Linked DNA regions of Zea mays: region 1 is linked to region 2. A link is a contact called in public Hi-C data. All regions are on one chromosome and are shown on one strand. The core of a region is the stretch at or near the end of the contact, and the rest is flanking DNA. Distances in the headings are between cores, read along the strand shown. Region 1 holds the start of LOC103635500 (RNA-binding protein BRN1). Region 2 holds the start of LOC103635498 (elongation factor 1-alpha-like).

Region 1 (7,032 bases), core at 3,104-5,603, 180 kb after region 2:
CAAGTGATTAGTGTTTTGCATATTGTTCCTCAAGTATTCAATCACCGTAGTTGTTTCTCATACATTGTTTACTTATTGTCACTAGAGAATTTATTCCTCTTGTTATATTGATTAAATTTACCTAGTGTTTTTGATTTTAGTCAAAACCGCCTATTCACCCCCCCCCCTCTAGCCGGTGTCCTAGATCCTACAGAGGTCATACCCTTCGAGTCAGAGGAAAAAGGAACACCTACCCATGATTTCTGCGCAGGTGGGTTGGGAGGCCCTTTTCTCCTTCTTCGCTCGAAGGCTCCTCAAGCGCTCCACTAAGTTCTCCCCCGCGTCCCTCTTTCGCTCCGCCTCAATGATGACGACCACCGGAAGGGGCAGGAGACACGACGCCAGGGGTCTGATCCCCTGCGGAGCCTGCATCAGATGAAAAAAATGACACACTAGGAAGAAGGGGCTCACCACGGTGCTCATGACATCCTTGGAAAGGCAAGGGGTGAATCCTCATCCATGAAGGACCCCAACGACAACATCGTGATGACCCTAACCCTAACCTCGATCTCTGTTAGCGCGAGCTACGGGGAGGAAGGATGGTCAGGGTCGTTGACTCTGGAGTACTGGTGCATCAGTTTCTGGTGGGCCATCAGAGGTTGAATCTGGCGATGCATGAAGGTACGCGCCAAAAGACCCGTTGCTTCAACGTCTTGACCAACGTCAGCAGATGCTCCACTTCGATCTTAAAGCTCGCCTATCCCATGCGTTGCTACTCCTCCGTAGATACCGGCTCCCGACGAGTGAATGGCGAGGAACTCCCAACCACATTCCTCACATAAAACCACTCATCTTCGTACCAGACGGAGGAAGGGAGGGGATCTTGAAATACTCCACTTTCCGACCAGAGCATAGCTGAATGATAGCCGAGCCGATGTACAACTGATCGCCGTGACCCAAGGACACCTGCGCACTGAAGAAATACTACCACAACCTCCAGTGGGGGTCAATCCCCATGAACACTTCACATAGTGTGATGAAGCATGCTATGTGAAGGATGGTGTTGGGATGGACATTCTGGACCTTCAGGTGATAGTGATGGAGGAGCCCACGCATAAAGGATGAAGGGGTAGGCCAAACTCGCACTCATAAAAGGATGCAAGCACGACCACTTCATCGTCCCTAGGACGAGGCACTTCACCATCACCTTCCAGCCTCCACCCTGAGACATCTTTTTTGGGAGGAACCTTTTTTCTCTAGGCCGTGAAGATGACTCTCCCGAATCATGCAGGATGGGAACGATGCCATGCGCACGGGAAGTAAAAGGATGGGCACAAGGTTGTGAGGAGGCAAAGCGATTGAGAGGGCTAGCTCACGGCACAAAAATACAGTAAGAGTAACCAACCCCGAGCACCCTCCCAATCTACTTATGCGTAAGTGCAGGGGGCAAGGATGGCACCCAAAAAGTGGGGGCCACCTCAAACAACACGAAGGGATTCACCCCTTTCGACGAAGGGTCACCTTGGGAGTCGGGCAAGGGAAACTGTGTGCCTTGTAGGATCCCGTCACCTAGGACAGAGCGCTAGAAGGACGTGCCATAGAAGTTGCACCAGTAACTGGTGGGGTGGTTAGCCAGACAGAAACGCCACCTAGGCACGATGTAGCAAGCAGACCATTTTGAGTCCCATCAAGCCGTCCACGCCGAGCAGAGTCATGATGACCACCCTGCTTTACCGTGCCACCGCAGTAACTACATCACACCAACCAGGTAAAACCGAGACCCACTCAAAAATCCCAACGCGAGCAAGCTCCCAGTGAGCTACAAGCTAGGTGACCGGCCCATAGGTCATTTGCTCATACCCACATCCAAGGTCGTACCTCACATTCTCCTGTGGGAACCCAATTGACGTGGTGGCCACAGAGCCTCCCTTTCGTCGGCAAGGTCGATCAAAGGGGCGATACGGGGTTGAATAAGGAAGGACTCAATGAGATGTCCCCAGCGGGTCGAGCCCCTTAGTGGGACCACTCGCTAAGAGTACACCTAGCAAAAAGGTGGTCGGATCTCACTTAGATAACCCGTTCACAGATTGACGACCCCCTCCGCGCGCCGAATAGGTCGAAGGAGGGTGTCCCTCCCCTCATAAGGGCTTTAGAAAACCCTTTTCGAACATGGATGCGTGCACATAAGAAGTCAGACTGACGACCAAAGAAACAAGGGCCAGAAATCACACCTTACACCAGCAAAATGGGCTCACGCTCAACATGTGATGACCATCGCAGAAAGGGTTCGCCCCTGAAGCTGCAAACCAACCTAGTTAACCCCAAGCAATCCACATGAATTACTCAGGGGCTACATCTACTAGATACGCTCGCGTGCACAAGACTTTGGTCATAAGCAGAAGGCGAGACAATAATAGATGGGCTCACGCTCAGCGCGTGATGACCACTGCAGAAAGGGTCTGCCTCTGAATCTGCAAACCAACCCAGTAAACCCCCGAGCAATCCACACGAATTACTCGGGGCTCAGGGGCTACATCTAGCAGATGCGCTTGCGCACACCTAGAATGGCCATTTCCCAACAAAAGCCTCTACGCAACTCCAAGGAGTTACACAAAGGCTCGGGGCTGCTGTTGGGCACCCAGGAACGGGGTGCCCAAAGGAAGTCCAAGAAATTCCTTGAAATGACCCACTAATCGATTCTCCATCGAGCAAACCCATGAGGTGGAACAGACGACCAAGTCTCTACCGAGCAACCCTGCGAGGTAGAGCGGACGACCAAGTCTCTGTCGAGCAACCTGCGCCGAACGACCAAGTCCTCCGTTGAGCAACCCCACGAGGCGGAACAAAAGACCAACCATTTGTCGAGAAATCCCGCGAGGCGCAACAAATGACTAGGTCCCGAGCAAAACAGCGTAGGGGAAGGGACAACCTAATGCTGCTGACCCACGTCAGCATGACAAGATGCGTCACCACCAAACCATGTTCGGGCCACGTGTACGGTGTCGAAAAGTCCCTGTCAAACACAATGGTATAGTCTCAGGTGAGCCCCCACTGATGTGTGGAGCTAGTCAACCCTTGTCGTAGGGACCTCAGCATTGGAGTATCTACAGTGACCCACTTACAGGAAAGGACGGGACGATACACCATACCGGGTGTATGCCTACGCATGCTGGAAGTGACGTGGGGTTCATGATGGAAGACAAAGCTGCGCCAAGCACGACCCTGAGCTCCACCATAAGACTACCCTTTGGCCTTTGGGACCCGTCGAACGTCGCTACATCAACATCAAGCTTGCTACAGGGACCCGTATGCCAAACAGACGAGGCGGTACGTCATACCAAGAGTACAACGACGTACAACCCTATAGACGACGTCGGGAGGACTACACCATCCAAGGGCAACCGGCCGAGCACCCTCCAGTAGAATACAAGTCCGCATTGTAAAGTCCTACCTTAGAACTATAAAAGGGCAGGACCACTTTCTTTCTAGGGACACAAGCACACTTGTTGTAACAATCTCCAAGCAATACTACGATTGACACTACACTATAGTAAGGTGCGAGTCCGAACCAGTATAACCCCTTGTCTCAGATTTCTCGTTGAGTCCCAGTGATTCACCATTCGGAGTGAGTCTGTGCTAGCACCTTCTACCGAACACAAATCTCATTGTCCCTTGGTTTCCGCGACAACTATGTTAAAATCACTATAGGGTACTAAGTGCTACTTATGATGCTGGACTAGGGCTACATCTCTACCAGCCTTGGTCCTAGATCCACCCCTGATCTCTTCTCAATATTCACAATAAGTGGACTTATTGGTTCCAACATGTCTCTTTGGTGTAACAACCTATCCTAGTGTGTACCTGGGTAGGAAGATGAGGGGGTGTGAGGGAGAGGGGAGCAAATAAATACAGAGGAAGAAAAAAGAGCATATTAGATATATACTCTAGCTTAAATAAGTTGAGAGGTAAATAAACAACACAAATTATTAGATAGATTATGTAATTTAGATACCTAGATTATGATAATTCATAAGCAAGCCAATAGGTGCTTATATAATCCATAAGATGAATTATGGTCCTGTTTGGAACCTCTACAGCTAATAGTTAGCCAACTAATAAATTATTAGCAGGGTTGAGTCAATTAATTAACTAATTGTTAGTTGTGAGATAGCTAATAATTAACTATAATATTAGCTGATAGTCCAAACAACTAATTTTTAATAGCTAACTATTAATTTTAGAAGTTCCAAACAGATTCATAATCATAGAATAGGTAAATAAACGGGGCCATAATCATGTGGAAAGCAAAATCACATGAAGCTAGCACATCTCACCAGCTTGTCTCCCCACGCTCCGACTTCATCACGCTAATAATTTAATCACCATTTATTTACTCGCTATTAGTCCCTCTCCCTCCATCCCTCCCGACTCCGTCTCCCTACCCTTCCCCCCTCCGCCGAGGCGACCAGCCCCGTCAATCCGAGACTCCCACGCAAACCCTAGCCAGCTAGCTAGCCACACCGGCTGGGTCCAATGGCGGAGGACGGCTGCGACAGGGACCAGCAGCAGCAGCAGCCGGCGGCCGCCGCGGCGTCAGGTGGCGCCGGGGTCGAGGGGCGCAGCAGGGAGAGCGTCAAGCTCTTCGTGGGGCAGGTGCCCAAACAGATGTCGGAGGCCGAGCTGGTCGCCATGTTCCGCGGCGTCGCCCTCGTCGACGAGGTCACGGTCATCCGCGACAGGGCCACCAGGGTCTCGCGAGGTCCGGATCCGTATGCCTCCGTCCTTGTTGCTGAATTCTTTCGCCCTCCCTGCAATGCGGTGCGGTGCGACGCCCCGCGTGGGGGTGGGACCAACGGGTTGTCGCGATCTGAGGCGTGGCTTCGCTTGGGACAGCTGGAGGGAGACGGAGGCGTGCTGCCTCCGGCCGTCCGTCTCTCGGGAGGGGTTCCTTGCTTTTGAGGGCTCAACTTTGTGGGTGCTAAGCTAGTTCGGGGCAATGCCGCTGAAGTTGCTGTTTTCCTGTTCGTGGGTGTTCATGCGGAGCCGAAAAGCTAGCGGATCTCGTCATTCGCTAGGAATTGGCTGTTTTACCAGCGATCCCTGTGCAATGGGTGATATGATGCGTTCACTTGGTGTTACCTCTTGTTCTCTCTGTGTGTTACAGAAATGCATGCTGTGATGCGACCTCCCTTTGGTGGAGGATAGCTTTGAACATCTTATAGTTTGATATGTTTTATGTTGGAAGTTGTTTTGTTTGCTCGGAGGACTGCTGGGACTTGAACCCTTTGACTCTTTTGGTACCCAAAGCTGGCGTACGATGTTGCAAATTTGCAATGTTTTGTTTGCTTATCTTCAGTTTCCATCCTTCTCTTTTGATGAATTTGCAGGATTAGATCCACAGTTTGCTGTTTTGATGGACTTTAGGCTTTTAGCTCCTGCCAATACTTTGGATCTTGCTTCTTATCATCTGTTTTTGATCCCGTGATGCAAAATTTTGTGTTGATTGCTTGAGATTTAGTTGGACCTGGGCTTTGATTTGAGCTGGTTAGTTTCAGTTGGCCCCCGAATATAGGCTGCCTGTGTTTTAGTACATACCAACTGATAACTGAAGATGCTCTTGTATGATTTGGCTAAAATTTAGGGACAACAGAATCTCACACATGTTTGCTGTTTTTGTCTATTTAAGAACATCATTGGTTCAAGAATTTTATTAGTATACGACCATTCAAAACTCCATTGACCGTGTTTTAGTAAGAGTTTGGTTCTTTGCAACACTACAGGGGAGTGGAGCTTCTTTATTGTGACTGGTTTGAATTTTTGTGGAGGTACTGCTTCATTATGCTTCTGATTTCTAATAGTTTTAGCATTCTCCTCCTGAAGGGCTGAAGGAGCCATGTAAAAGTGATAGCTTGTGTTGTTCTTCATGTGCAAATTCAACTGGAATGTCCTTTGCTGCTAAACTAGTTTTGTTGTTGTTTTGCTTAGAGAATATTTTTTACTTTAGGTTTTTGCTTCTTTTGTTTGGTTCTTGTTGGATTGTAGTGTTATGTATCTACAGATGGGTGGGTCGTACCCTTTTTGTTCCCTAAGGCTGTGGCCATCAGACCGTGTATATGGTTGTGCAATTGCACTGAAGACTGCACTATTTAATACAGAGTGAAGTTTGAAAAGGAGGTGTGATAGGTAAGACTGCTGGAGATAGTCTTGAGGTTTGATTCAAGTGTATCGGACCTTTGCAGGCTGCTGCTTCCTGATATGTCCATCAAGGGAGGAGGCTGACAAGGCTGTGACTGCATACCACAACAAGCGCACACTACCTGGGGTATGAAACCCTGTTTGTATTTTTCCTGGAATCTTGGGTACACTGTAGTAAGTACAAAGCAGTAACTGATCCCTCAAGTTCTTTGAGGTCAGAATTCAGAAATAGTGGCACCATTTGGAATGTTGTTTGCTAAGTGGAAAAGCTGGTGCTTTTTCTGCATTCAAAGTTGTCTTCAAACTAATTTAGTGCTTACATTATCTTAGAATCCTGGACTGAATCCTATCATTCCATATATTGTTGTACCTGGCTAGTACTAGCAGATGTTTGTTCATACATGAATTAGCTTTCGGACCTAAACTGTGGAATACATTAGGGAGTCCATGATACAAGCCCATTTTTTGGAATGTGGATGAAGTGAAATGAATCTTGCTTTGTCAGTGACATATAAGACAATAGTTTCTGATGATGGGTAAAATCTGAAATGTTTTAGATATTGTTTCAAGCAGTCTCCATGTACAGTTGCATTCCATCCTCAAGACCTCAAGAACTTTCTTTAATATTCCTAAAGTACTTAATATTTTTTTTCAAATGTCTATTTCTCTAAGACTGACTAGCTTTAACATTCTCTTTCCTATTTTTTCTGTTCTAAATTAGGCCTCAAGTCCCTTGCAAGTAAAATATGCTGATGGGGAGTTGGAAAGATTAGGTATGAGGCTCCTCAAAATTGTATCATCATTTATAATGTATTTGCAGGTTGATTTTGGCTCGTTTTTTAGATTTTTCACTGATAT
Region 2 (7,409 bases), core at 4,826-7,325:
GTCTCACTATTCTAGTCATAGAGAGAATCTTCCTTTTGTAGGTGTCGTAGGGGTTTGAATTCCTATCGTGACACCCTATTCTTTTAAGAACTTGGAATATCTCTCTATATCTAGAATCATGGCAATAATAAGATAATAAGTGTAAAACATGCCATGAGTTGCTTAATAATTTTAGAACATGTAGATTGTCATAGTATAAGAATGATGAATGTACAATCTACCATATGGGAGGAATTTCTTCAAGGAAGGGTGACATAATTTTAAGAGCATTTTAAGTGCTTCCTTTTTCTATGTGACTACACAAGACACATAAGAAATGATATTCTAAAATACTTGCACTTTAAAAGCATAAATGTTACCATCCTTTGACTTTCCTTCAAGTTGTGGGCTTTGACTTTTTGGCATAGGATGATTCTTTATTTCCTACAACATCAACACTTTCCTCGAGATGATATGAGTTTAAGATATAACAATTCAAAATAACCTTGGGTCAATCTTGGATAGCTTGATAAAAATTGAATTGACTTTCTTAAGCATCCCAAAGTTTCATACCATCTCCTTCTCCTGCAAAGCTTGTCAAGCATGTTTTGGTACCCATCGCTTGATGGGTCCATTATGGTTAGTTAACAAAGATCTAGGAACACAAATGTCCTTTGCGCTAGCGTTTGGCAAATTCATTGCCTTTCTAGCACAAGTTGCAATTTTGGGTTGCCTAGTTATATATGAATCAAATGACAAGCTATGAGTGGAGGAGTTACCAATGGGACAATCATTGCATTGATGTCCCTTTTCCCGGCATGTGTAGCATAGACGTTTTCCAAATTTTGAAGATTTCTTCTTTCCTTGTTTGTTGCTTGCTACATGGTTAGTAAAAACTTTCTTTTCTAACCCTATGCCCTTTTGTTTTAAATGGGGACAAGATTTAATAAAGTGTCCCTTCTTTGAACATTTAAAACAGAGTTTATCATCCTTGTTAATAATCAAGCCATTTTTAATATAGGGACATGATCTAATCAAGTGCCCCTCTTCAAAGCATTCACTACACTTCTTGAATTTATTTGTATGAAGTGTAACTTGATTATTACCTTGGATGTTACCTTTTATGGAGGCATGGTTGAGGCTTTTAGAAGAGGTATTGATTTTCTTCTTTTGCTTCCTCCTCTTAGCAATCCTCAAGTCCTTGACATTTTCTTCAAGGGATTTAGTGCATGCCTCGGTTGTTCCTGTCTCAAGCTTCTTCACCATGTGATCACGGTTATCTTGAGAAGGTTGAGCAATGCATTTCCCTTTTAGTTGAGTCAAGCTCATTTTTAGCCTCTCATTTTCTTCTTTGAGCTTTTGATATGTATCATCGTTTGCTCCTGCAAATTCTAGCTCAAAGGAAGATTTGCTTGTCGACGGACAACAAACATTAGCACATGGTAATATAGTTTCAATTTGAATACATGTGCAAAAGTGAGGTTGTTGGGATTGTAAGTTTTCTATCACAACCTCATGAGCAATATCTAATATGATATGACCATCCATAAGATTTTCATGAGAGCATAGGAGCATATCATATTTTTCTTGAAAAGCTAGATTTTCAACTTTTAGCTTTTCTACTTGGTCCTTAAGCAAGGTATTCCTATTTAATAATTGAGCGATACAATGTAAAGCGTTATCTTGTTCAATTGAAATAGTTTCATACCTTTGGACCAAATCAATATGAGAGCACTTTAGCTCCTCGTGTTCTTTAGTCAACTCGTCAAAGTGTAGCATTTTCATGGAGAGAACATCTTCTATCCTTTGACGAGCATCGCTTTGCTCTCTCGCTCTTTCTAGAAGTTTGAGCATGACCGCCTTATCCTCTTGGCTTAGGTGAGCGTAGAGTTGCATGAAGCTTCTTTCTTCCTCCTCATCCTTATTTGTGCTTCCACTATCATTTTCATTAGCCAAACAACACATGTGGGAATCAAAATGGGAAGACAAACCTTTTGGAGAGGTGGATTCATCGTTTGGTCTCCATCGATCATTTTCTTCTTCTTCCTTGCAATGGTTAGTATCACAAATACCAAAGGAAGTAGAAGCACAAAATGAACTATCATGTTTGGACTTATCAAATTTAGTTTTAATTCTAGTCCAAATATCATGCACATCACAAATAGGTTTATCATATTTTATTATGAAGGCATGATAATCCTTTTTGCTAAGGGATTTACTTAAGATGTCATAAGCTAGATAGTTTAAGCGAATACATCTTAAATCTTCTTCCGAGGCATTTTCCCTAGCATAGTTAGGAGGAATAATACTCTTGTCTAAAATTTGTTCTAATTGTAGATCTATGATTCTAAAGGCATTTATCACTCTAGTGGACCATGAATCATAATTAGAACAATCGGAAAGTAATATCTCAAGAGTTACCTCCTTGTTCTCCTTCGGAGTTGTCTTCTTGTTCTTTTGGGATCTTCTACGAGCCATCACTTCGAGTTGTTAGACTCAAGATGAAGTGCCTAGCTCTGATACCAATTGAAAGTCGCCTAGAGGGGGGTGGATAGGCGAAACCTGAAAATTAAAACTTTATCCCCAACTAGATCCCTTGATTAGTGGTTAGAACAAGATATATAAATATCAGAGTATAAAAACTAAGTCTCTTGCTTGTAATGAATGTTGCTTTAAAATAATACGGAATACATAATCAATACAACTAATAAATGTATGAATAATAAAGCAAGTAGGCTTAGATGGGAAGAACAATAAGTCAAGTTCTTTCTTGCGAAGTGTTGCTTCACTAAATGAGAATTTAACTTGAAACAACACCAAATGATATTGACAAAGAATAGCGCAAGAAAACTTAGAATAAGGGCAAGCAAACAAATCACAAGCAATAAACACAAATGACACGGGTGATTTGTTTTACCGAGGTTCGGCCCTCGAAGGCCTAGTCCCCGTTGAGGAGTCCACTTAAGGACGGGTCTTTTTCAACCCTTTCCCTCTCTCCACCGATCACACAAGGATCGGCGAGCTCTTCTTCTTTTCAAGGATCACTCTCGATCCCACAAGGACCACCACACTCTTTGGTGTCTCTTGCTAGCTTTTACAAGCCTCCAAAACTTTGGAGGAAGTTCGATGGGAGTCAATACTCCACGCGCAAATGAACACAAGGATGAAGCACACACTATCTCTCAAGGAATCTCACAAGGCACTAGGGCTAAACTCAATTGAGTAGCTCTCAATTGCTTGCTCTCTCTTTTGTGGCACTTGCGTTGGTTGTAGTGGTCTAAATCTTGTGTATAGGATGGATCAATGAATATATGTGGTTGGGAGGGCTTGAGTATGTCAACTAGATGACTTGGAATGTTGCTTGGGCTCCCTCACATTGAAGTGGCCGATTGGGGTGGTATTTATAGCCACCAACCAAAAACTAGCCGTTGGCGAAGTGTTCTGGCGAAGGGCGCACCGGACAGTGTCCGGTGCGTCAGCCACGTCACCAGGCCGTTGGGTTCCGACCGTTGGAGCTCTGACTGCTGGGCCTGCCAGGATGTCCGGTGGCACACCGGACATGTACTATAGAGTGTCCGGTGTGCCAGCGCGCGCGAGCCTGACTTCTGCGCGCTCTGGCGCATTTAATGCTGCTGCAGGTGACCGTTGGCGCGAACTAGCCGTTGCTCTGCTGGTTCACCGGATAGTCCGGTGTGCACCGGACACGTCCGGTGAATTATAGTGGAGCAAATTCCGAAGCTGGCGAGTTCCAGAGTCGCTCTTCCCTGGGGCACCGGACAGTCCGGTGAATTATAGCGGAGCGCCTCTGGATTTTCCCTAAGGTGAAGAGTTCAGCGTGAAGTCCCCTGGTGCACCGGACACTGTCCGGTGGCACACCGGACAGTCCGGTGCGCCAGACCAGGGCACACTTCGGTTATCCCTTTGCTCTTTTGTTGAACCCAATTCTTGGTCTTTTTATTGGCTAAGTGTGAACCTTTGGCACCTGTATAACTTATACACTAGAGCAAAACTAGTTAGTCCAATTATTTGTGTTGGGCAATTCAACCACCAAAATTAATTAGGAAATAGGTGTAAGCCTAATTCCCTTTCAACTGGCTTTGTCTGAAACCCCTAAAAGCTAGTGACCAACATATCCTTCAACTTCTGCCATGATGTAATTGTTCCTGACCTAAGAGAAGAATATCAGGTTTGAGCAACACTTCTGACTGCCATGACAAAGGACTTTGCCATGGCAGCGGTGTTGCCACCATATGATGATATGGTTGCTTTGTAGCTCATGAGAAACCGCTTCGGGTCCGAGTGACCATCATACATGGGAAGCTGGGGTGGTTTTTATGAAGGTGGCCATGGGGTAGCCTACAATTCTGTAGCTAGGGGGAAGCATCATCAAAAGCAATGTTGATGAAAGTCGTCATACCATATGTCATCATGGCTAGGGTTTTCTTGATGAAGGTCTCTCTGTTGTGGCTTATGCCCTTGTTCATTGTCTTGTGTGATGTGTGCATCTCTTTGGATGCTTCGTCTATCTTTTTCTGGAGCTCAGCTAGCCGAAACATCTTCTCCCTTCTTCTTTCCACTTGTTGATGGATAGCTTCTAGATCCCTGATCTCTTGATCCAACTCTTCGTCCTGTGGTGTTGGACTAATAGCTTTCCTCTTCTAGCTTCGGGTCTCCCTTAGAAGGAGCCCATCTTGATTGGTGTCCAAAGGAGCAAGGGAAGCCCCTGGCACCGCAGTCTTCCTCGGCGGCATGACAAAGGTGGTCGTTCGAGTTCTCTTAACGAAGGTGGTCGTTCGAGTTCACAGGAGGTGGGCGCCAATGTTGGTCACTTGTTTTTTATTGATGTGAACCAAGAACAAGGCAACACAATTGTTAAACGTTAAAGACCTTCGTTCTTCGAAGCATTATCTCCCTTCGGGTATAATGAGTCTCGGACGAAGGTCATGAAGAACATGTCTTCAATATTCACAAATATAAAAAACATAGTTACAGACGTAACATTACGTCATTTATTCATTTCATAACGAATGTATGAACAATATTAAGATACATTTCATATATTAACAAACTGATACACAATGCACGTTACATTGATTCTTTCGGCTTGCTTGAAGGCAAAGGCGTGAATGCGATTCCAATTCAGTGTGAACAATACGATGATACTGTTCATCTATTTATAGGCAATCGTGTAGCTTCGTACGATGTTACATTCATGCCCTCATAGATTACACACAAAGTTTATAATTATCCCAAGGACAATATTGTCAACAACACCTTCTCTTTACGCCGCCTTCCTGCGTCATGTAACGAAGCTTGCTTCGTCACACTTCCATTGATCTATCCCGAAGCTTTTCCAGTAACAAAGCTCCTGTAACACTTAACAAATGGTTAGCCGTGTTTTTGAGGACATTTGGAAGACGAAGGCCCCCAACAATACCTACATGTGTCTTTTATTTAGAAAACCATATCATGGTATGAGGGTTGTCCTTTTAACCCCATCATATTAATCTCCAATGGCATTTATATGCTTTGATTACCTTTGTTTTTATCTTTCTTCACTCTTCTATTCCTATTTAAATACATAATGATCCCTCTTACGGTATATACAACCCCATTTAATATGTGGTCTCTTAAGAGGTCAGTAAGGGGCAAAGTGAAAAAATACAATAGATGGACTCTTCGCGAAAAGGCCGTCTCTTTACGATTTTTATACACGTTGTCTCTTAGCTACATTAATGATTCAATGTCTAAGGGTTGTACCATGTAACCTCTTAGTCGTTTCTTATATTTAGAAAAAACCGAACTGGTGTCTTGTACCTGGCCTTATACTTAAATCCTGGACCGTTTTTGATATTGAACGGTTAATTAAGCCGTTTTAATTAGTACTACGGTTGAGCTCCTAATTTGGACGGCATTGAAGAATGTCATGTTCCACTTTCAGCATGAACAATTTCAATTTTCAAATAACAATGCCTTTCTGGCTCCGTTTATGGGCCCTGGGCCGCCATTCGGGAGTCAATTATTTGGCTGGTCCGGCCTACGCCGAAGCCCTTATATAAAGTCTCGAACCCTAGAGGCCAGCACCTTCCTCCCCAACTCGCCGTCGTCTTCTGCGGTTCTGCCGTCTACGCCTCCAATTTGGCCTCTCTCCCTTGCAAGGTATTGGCTCATCCTCTGCCACTCGACCTCTGTTCTAGATCTGCTTGATGCGATAGCGATTGGATCAAAGTTGTACTCTACTGCCTGCCCGTGCCTGTAGTGATTAAGTCCTTTGTTTTGCGAGCAATTGTAGCTATTGCACGTCCATTCCGTTAGGGATTTTGGGTTTTGTTTACTTCCGTGTTTTGATAACCTGATTCTTGCGGATTGTTTCTTCTGGATCCGACGAATTACTTACGCACCGTCGTTGGACGACTTATTGATTGTGCTTGCGGTAATTTTACGTGGTCATAATAAAGTGTCAGATCGAATTTTTTTATGTGTAGAGCAGCTGTAGTTTCTGTTTTGCAGATACTTTCCTCTGTATCCGTCTTCGTAGTTCATGTACAGTAAGAGTTGCAACCTCATAATATGACCAAATTTCTGATCTGGTTTTTATAGTATGTCCAATTTTTACTGGCTCAACATTCTATGCGCACACTTACTAGTTTGCTCTTTTTATGTTTTCTAGGCCTGCTTTGTTTTTATATTATATTGTTTGCTCTGTTCATTGTTTGCTGCTTTATTTTCCCGTGCTTATGTGTATGATGCTTTTTCTAAAGCTGATTGTTTTGTTAGTGGGGGGGGGGGGGGTTTGTTTACTAGTGTTTCTAATTATTGATTCGTCTGTCTTAACAGTTTAAGCTTCACCTTCAACCATGGGTAAGGAGAAGTCCCACATCAACATTGTGGTCATTGGCCACGTCGACTCTGGCAAGTCGACCACCACCGGCCACCTGATCTACAAGCTTGGAGGCATTGACAAGCGTGTAATAGAGAGGTTTGAGAAGGAGGCTGCTGAGATGAACAAGCGGTCCTTCAAGTATGCTTGGGTGCTCGACAAGCTCAAGGCTGAGCGTGAGAGGGGTATCACCATTGATATTGCTCTGTGGAAGTTTGAGACCACCAAGTATTACTGCACCGTCATTGATGCCCCTGGACACCGTGACTTCATCAAGAACATGATCACTGGTACCTCCCAGGCTGACTGTGCTGTCCTTATCATTGACTCCACCACTGGTGGTTTTGAGGCTGGTATCTCCAAGGATGGCCAGACCCGTGAGCATGCTCTCCTTGCGTTCACTCTTGGAGTGAAGCAGATGATTTGCTGCTGCAACAAGGTATGCTCTCAGGAATTTCTATTTTACTTTTCACTAGTTGAGACTCTAGTATAATGGTATATGAGATGTATACACTATTTTTAGTTGAATGTAGAATTTGTGAATTGCAAT

The links. A called contact is a pair of places that touch in the nucleus more often than the background predicts.
Region 1: a contact with region 2 is called in a Hi-C map of leaf, with 5 times the contacts expected there. The contact joins the promoter of LOC103635500 here to the promoter of LOC103635498 in region 2. A contact is called at or near these places in 6 of 25 Hi-C or Micro-C datasets (bundle sheath, ear, endosperm and 2 more).

What each region holds. Positions count from the first base shown.
Region 1 is chr8:86,477,261-86,484,292 of Zm-B73-REFERENCE-NAM-5.0, forward strand. It overlaps LOC103635500 (RNA-binding protein BRN1), which reads left to right and starts at 4,354. Exons shown (of 9, transcript XM_008657936.3): 1 at 4,354-4,738; 2 at 6,219-6,301; 3 at 6,896-6,947. The coding sequence starts at 4,513.
Region 2 is chr8:86,297,579-86,304,987 of Zm-B73-REFERENCE-NAM-5.0, forward strand. It overlaps LOC103635498 (elongation factor 1-alpha-like), which reads left to right and starts at 6,076. Exons shown (of 3, transcript NM_001301478.1): 1 at 6,076-6,138; 2 at 6,817-7,298. The coding sequence starts at 6,837.